Regions from separate parts of the Mus musculus genome. Here region 1 is linked to region 2. The links are chromatin contacts, called in public HiChIP or PLAC-seq maps. All regions are on one chromosome and are shown on one strand. The core of a region is the stretch at or near the end of the contact, and the rest is flanking DNA. Distances in the headings are between cores, read along the strand shown. Region 1 overlaps Deptor (DEP domain containing MTOR-interacting protein). Region 2 holds the start of Dscc1 (DNA replication and sister chromatid cohesion 1).

Region 1 (3,308 bases), core at 220-2,719, 130 kb before region 2:
GCTTCTCTTGTGCCGGGACCAAAGGTGTTCAACACTACCCTCAGCTATAGCACGTGACCATTCTATAAACATGTTTGAAAAGAATATAAATTCCCTTCTGTAGGAGACATGCAAGGTTATGCACCCTTAAGTACTTCACCACACATTTAATGACCTACTGGGACTTACCAATTACTGTGCTCTGCCTCAACAGTTTCTATATCTTGAAATAACATCTTTGTTCTAACTTAGGCAACATAATAAATAGTATCCTGGCTACCCTGGAGTAGATAAGTAAAACTCTGTCTCAAAACAGCAGCAGCAGCAGCAACAACAACCACCAACATCACCAGCAGCATGATAATTTGAATCTAGCCCTGACATTTATATGCTGAGTGACACTGGGAAAGGGATTAACTGGGTCCTTATCTCCTCAGTTATAAAGTAGGGAGGTTTTTTTCCAAACATCCTCATAAGAGGTTGGAAAAATCAAAGAGATCATGGCTATAAAATATCTGAAGCCATGATGCAAATGCTAAGTACCCAAATTCTGATGTAGATAATAAGTACCCGCCCGGGTTCCCTGACCCCTTTTACAAAAAAATACCATTAGATCTGTCAATAATTCTGCTTCAGTGCCAGGGATTATCCTAGATACTTGGACGACAGTTATTTAGACAGAGAATAAACCTTGGTGTAGGCACTGGAGATTAAAAATTTAAAAAAAAACTTTTTTTTCCAGATCCTGGTTATACAGAAAACAAGACAAGAACGATGGGTTGAATATTTGTGTGCTACTCCCCTAGGGTAGGATGGGGTCAGTAGGCAGGGCCTGCAGGAGGGCATCGTGCAGGCATCCTCATGAGTAGGATTAGTAGTTTATATCAGGTGATGGGAGAACTTGCACTTGCTCCAGTAAAAAACAAACAAAACAAAACCAAAACACACACAAGTACACACATACACACAAACAAAAAAACCAACCAACCAACCATCCGTCTGTCCGTCCATCCATCCATCCATCCATCCATCCATCCATCCATCCATCCATCCAACCAAACCCCCAAAATCCAAAGCAATTCAAGCCCAGCAACAGGACAGTGTAAACTAAGAAGCTGTACCACACACAGAATCGACCAGAACCTTGATCTTGGACTTTCAAACAAATGTTTGATGGTTTAAACTTCTGCAGCCTATGGGATTTTTGTCACAGCCTAGGATGACTAAACAGCAGGGCTACACAATAAAGAGCAAGCAGGGAACGACTGGGAGAGCTCTCACAGTGTAGTGAAGGAAGGCTTCGCTGAGACAGGAACATAGAATCTCAGACTTGAAAGATAACAGTGGTTCCAGCCTACTTAGCCAGGGCAGGAGTTAACCTAGTGTTTGGAAGTTACAGAGAAAGACAATAGGACTACAATACAGGGCAGGGTATGAGGTTTTGATAGGGCCCAAGAACAAAGGACTCGCTAGCTACATCTTGGCGTTTAATCTCATGGCAACAGGAAGCCATTAGTGTGCATTAAGTGCCAGAGCTACTTCATTAGACTTACTGAATAGCCAGACAGGGAGGTTATTTGTGAAATGCAAAGACTGGGACTGAACTTGGGACTATGGAAGTCTACGAAAAGATCACAAATTCAGTGGATTCTAGACTCAGGGCTAGCAGTGATGTGAGAGCAAAGGAATGGTGTGTGACATGTGGTTAGAGTCCACAGCACACTTATTTGACTGCAGTCTACAAGAGAGTGAGAAAGAATCGACTGACTTCCTCAGTAAAGTGGCAGGGAAAAAAGAAAGGATGGGATGGGTTCAGTTGTAGAGTGCTTGCCTTGCACTTACAAAATGACATTATATAAATAAAATGACTTATAAAATGACAATGGTGATCAGAATCACTGCCATCCCAGCACCAGGTGGGGGTAGTAGCAGAAGTAGCAAAACCAAGGTCATCTTCCACTACTTAGCAAGTTCAAAGCCAGGCTGAAATACATCAGGAAAAAAAGAGAAAGAAAGAGGAGGGGAAGGGAGAGATGGAAGGGGGAGGAAAAAAAAAACCTTTATAAACTTGGAGCAGCTCAGATTCAAAGATATTGGCTGGAAGCTCTTGAAGTATTAACGAGGGAACCTAGCACCCATTGTCACCAGTCTGGGACCTGTCCTATCCTCATATGGATGGACCACACTCTGAAGCATTCTGATCCCCTAACAAGGTGACAGAGATGCGATGGAGAGGGAAATGGTAAGCACCCATAACGTGTGAGATGACCTGCTCTAAGCACTTAAGGCAGTAAAACTATGTGGTTCCCGAGACCGTAAAACTCTCCTGAATGAGAGAGTCACAGTGGCCAGATGTAGGGCTGTATCCCCACAAACAGAAAGAGACAAGGAGAAAGTCAGAGGCCTGACATAATGGGTTTTAATTACTTGGGTTACATTTCTAACAGAAACTCCGAGCTGGAGGATATGTTGAATTGGGCTCAAAGTTTCAAGGACCTTAATCCATTACTCGGGAAGGCGAGTATGGAACAAGGACCCAGGTCAGTGTAACTCTTCACGATGTAAACAACCAGGAAATAGAGGCTCAAGCACCCTTACCTGCTGTTTCTCTTGCCCACAACTGTCATTTAATGGAAATGAAATTATTCTATCTGGGCCAGGCATGGTGGCGCACACCTTTAATCCCAGCACTCAGGAGGCAGAGGCAGGGGGATTTCTGAGTTCGAGGCCAGCCTGGTCTACAGAATGAGTTCCAGGACAGCCAGGGATATACAGAGAAACCCTGTCTTGAAAAACCAAAAAAAAAAAAAAAAAAAAAAAAAAAATTCTATCGACACACACATGATAATGGGACATAAATTTACTCAGTGCTTTGGGTAGGAAAATACACAAAATAATTTCTAGTGAGTACACACAGCTAATCTATAGAAGGTAGGACAGTCATCATCATTGTCACAGCCACCAGCAGCATGATTCAAACATATATGGTGTGCTCCTCTAATCCCAGCACTTCAGAGGCAAAGCCAGGCAGATCTCAGAGTTCAAGGCCAGCCTGGTCTACAAAACAAGTTCTAGGACAGCCAGAGCTACACACAGAGCTAAACCCTGTCTTAGAAAAAAACAGAAGAAACCCCCCCCCCACCACCAACAATGACAAACTGGACAGTTCTAAGCTAGAAGTGAGGTACACACCTGTAGGTCCAGTACTTGGAAGCCAGAGGTCAAAGGATCATGGGTTTAAGGCCAGCTTGAGGGATACATGAGACACTCACTTCAAAAACAAACAAAAGCAAACCAACCTGTATTGGAATACAGGCATGCACAATCCT
Region 2 (3,595 bases), core at 979-3,478:
ACGTGACCAGCCGCTGCTTGCTCCTGCCACCATGCCTTCTCCTAAGGAGATACACTGTATCCCCTTTGAATTTCAAGCCAAGATAAACCCTTCCTTGAGATGCTTTTGTCAGGGTATTTTTGCTGCAGCAAGAAGAAACTCAGTTTGGCCTCATTAATTAGTAATGATAAATAAGAATAAAACCATAGCTGCCACTTGTTAAGCACTTCAGGCTTTCCTCACTTCAGAACAAGAGATTGAAGCTAGGAAAAAATAGGTAAATTGCTGGACGCCACAAAACGCTGAGGACAGTAAGGATATCACTGTTCTCTATGTGGTGGTTTGAATGGGAATGCCCCCCCCCCTCCCATAGACTCATGTGTTTGGATGCTTGGTCCATTGAGAGCTGTACAATTAGGAGGTGTGGCCTACTTGGAGGAAGTGTGTCACTGTGGGGGTGGGCTTTGAGGACTCATATGCTCAAGCTATATCCAGTGTGACACAGTCTCCTTCTGCTGCCTGTGGATCAAGATGTAGAACTCTTGGCTCTTCCAGTCTCCCTGCATACTACCATACTTCCTGCCATGATGATAATGGACTGAACCTCCAAAACTGTAAGCTATTCCCAATTAAGTGTTTTCCCTTATAAGAGTTGCCTTGGTCATGAGGTTGCTTCATAGCAATGAAACTCCAACTAAGACACTATCCTACAGTATCCTTAATTTTTAAAATTTTATTATTGTGTGTGTGGGTGCACACTTGTTATGGCACATGTGTGGCAGTCAGAGGGCAACTTTCAGAGTTGGGTCTCTTCTTCCACTATATCTTCTGGAGACTGAAGTCAGCTTATCATCTTGCATGGCAAGCACTTTTAACTTTGAGCCATCTTAGTGATAGCCACTAATAAATTCGTGGTACTTTCATATTCAGGATATTGTTCCATCATTTTTCTTATTCGATCCGATTTTTGTTTTTTTTTGTTTTGTGTGTGTGTGTGTGTGTGTGTGTGTGTGAGAGAGAGAGAGAGGGGGGGGGTCTATTTAGCCTTGACTGGCTTGAAGCTCACTATGTAGACCAGAATGGCCTCGAACTCAGATCCGCCAGCCTCTGCCTCCTGAGTGCTGGAACTAAACTACCCTTTGGCAACTCAGATGTTTTTGCTTGTTGTTTTTCTAGACAATGTTACTCTGTGTAGCCTTGGCTGTCCTGGAACTTGCTCTATAGTCCAGGCTGGTCTAGAATTCAGAGGTCCTCCCTTTGCCTCCTGAGTGCTGGGATTAAAGGTATGGTGCCAGCACTACCTGGCTCATGTCGGTTTTTAACCTGATGGACTGGGGTCACCTTGGCCTCCCTTTTTATTTATTCATTTGTTTGTTTTACAGGAAGGAGTGAGAAACCACCCTCTCTGAAGACAATTATTCCTCTTACTGTTTCAACTTTTATGGGTGGCCAGTCTGCAGGGGTCTGCCGGCAGCATCCCTTAGAGAGCTCGCACATCAGTTTCAGGTGCATGGATGTGAGTCTATGAATGGGTTTTCATCTTAAAACAGTTTCACGTCATTGTAAACTTTGGTCAAGAAAACATCACACCCTGTAATGCTGAGTTAGCCAGACTCTCCCAGGAGCATACCAGGCGGGCTGTTTCTGTGTAGAAGTCTCAAGCGCCACTTAGCACAAATGAAGTATTTAACGAACGGGAGGCAAGCTACCTTCCATCTAGGATGGTCTCGAAGTCCAAACAAATGACATCTTATTCTGCCAGGATCTGGTTCTTGGTCCTGCACAACACTGGGCAGGCTATTTTGGAACCACCATACATACATCAAGCTGGATTCAGACTTTGCCATCTCAAGGCTGCGCCACCATTGGCAAGCATTCTGCTCGCTTCTGCATGACAGGATCGACAGGATCCTGCCTTACTGGGTTGTTTTAACGGCTTAATGAAATTCTGCACAGACATAGCTCATCACGGGACCCACCGCAGCAGGCGAGGAAAAGGAGCTTTGGCGGGAAAGAAGGGGGTGGGCACAGGGTGGCGGAAGGGGTGAGTGCAAGAGCCGTGCTTGGCCCCGTGGGGACCCAGAATTGCTAACAGGACCTTCCTGGAGTCCTCATGGGGGAAACCGTGCTTCTCCCCAGCAACCGGGGACTTGCACGCTGTCAGTGGGCTGCAGAAGGACTCGCGAGTCCAGATACTTTCCGACTTCCTCGGGACACGCCCCGTCCCGCCCCGGAAGTCGGCTCGGGCGGATTTGGCGCGCTTTTGAAGTCCCGGGAGTTTAGGTCGAGGACACACCCCTCTCCGTGCTGCGAGATGTCCCCGCCGAGCGCTTCCCGGAGGACCCGCGAGGAAGTGGACGCGACGCTGCAGGTTGCCAAGCTGAACGCCACCGAGCTGCTGCCCACGGTGCACTGCCTGAGCTTCAGCTCCGGGACCGGCGGCGCGGCCACCGGCGACTTCTGCCTGCTGGAGCTGGAACCAGCACTGTGCCAGCAGCTGGAGGCCGGGGACAGGTGAGCCGGGATGGTGGGGCTCGGGAGCGCCGATTCCCCGGCCTCAAAGAGGCCGCCTACCCGCCCGGCGTAGCCCGGGGAACTCGGAAGGAGGAACTGGTGCAGAGAGTTGCTTTGATTGGGCCCGTACAGGCCGATGGGCGGGTCCTCAGCTTGCTGTCATCTGTCAGGAGGATTCAGCATTTGCTAGACTGCCTTGTTAGCAGGACTCCAGGGAATTTAGAGCCAGGTGTCAGCGGGGGAGTGTCAAGAAGGAAGCTCCAGGGAGCTTTGGAGGGCTCAGTACTGATGCCAAGTACTCCACAGAAACACTCGTTCAATCTCAGAATGTAGTAGCAGTGCCTGTAGAGAGAGTTCTTGGCTTGCCACTTGGGTTTCTTCTCCTTGAACCGCAGATGGGACAAACGAGACAGAAGTTTAAAGCCTAATGCAGACTGCTGCGTGTAGCCCGGGGGTTGGTTGGGGTCACTTACTGAAGATCTGGATCTGTTTTTAATTCCGGGTCAACTACAAAGTTGCTGCCAAGACCTTGGATTTTAAATCCTAGGCTGAGATCATGTCTTTTATGGCAAGCACAAAGCTGAGTGACTGAACTGCAAGTGGGCAAGGCTCTTACTCTCAGAGCTCCCCCTCAGTGACATACTTCCTCCAGTAAGGCTACACCTCCCAACCCCTCCTCAGATAGGGCTGTGGACTGGGGACTAAGTGTTCAAATGTCTGAGCCTGTGTTTGGGGGCGGGGTCCTCTTTCAAAGCACCACACTCCCAAGGTTTAATTTTAAATCTAGAAGCCACAGGATTTGGGACTTATTTTTTCTTTCTTTCTTTCTTTTTTTTTAGATTTATTTATTTATTATATGTAAGTACACTGTAGCTGTCCTCAGACACCCCAGAAGAGGGCATCAGATCTCTTATGGGTGGTTGGGAGCCACCATGTGGTTGTTGGGATTTGAACTCAGGACTCAGGACCTCTGGAAGAGCAGTCAGTGCTCTTAATCGCTGAGCCATCTCTCTAGTCCCCGATTTGGGAGTTATTTAAAGTGAGCTATCCACTAGAGTCTCAATAAGCCATGTCTTTACCCCCCCCCTCCATTTGCCTGTAG

The links. HiChIP or PLAC-seq counts read pairs in DNA pulled down with a chosen protein or histone mark.
Region 1: a contact with region 2 is called in an H3K4me3 HiChIP or PLAC-seq map of embryonic stem cells, with 25 read pairs. The contact joins the enhancer-like site here to the promoter of Dscc1 in region 2. A contact is called at or near these places in 6 of 39 promoter capture datasets (the 3T3-L1 cell line, embryonic stem cells, liver and 2 more), 4 of 115 datasets of contacts at active chromatin or transcription factors (all in embryonic stem cells) and 3 of 9 other capture datasets (adipose tissue, liver and pancreatic islet).

What each region holds. Positions count from the first base shown.
Region 1 is chr15:55,220,377-55,223,684 of GRCm38.p6, reverse strand. All of the region lies in intron 8 of Deptor (DEP domain containing MTOR-interacting protein), which reads right to left. Among named protein-coding and RNA genes, the nearest start is that of Gm26296, 41 kb to the left of the region's middle. Within about 2 kb of position 1,469, at least 13 of the 459 cell types and tissues checked have an H3K27ac peak or open chromatin away from gene starts, as enhancers often do. A contact at or near this core is called in embryonic stem cells, where this site is marked.
Region 2 is chr15:55,089,124-55,092,718 of GRCm38.p6, reverse strand. It overlaps Dscc1 (DNA replication and sister chromatid cohesion 1), which reads left to right and starts at 2,228. Exons shown (of 9, transcript NM_183089.3): 1 at 2,228-2,493. The coding sequence starts at 2,294. All of the region lies in intron 2 of Gm41325 (a long non-coding RNA gene), which reads right to left.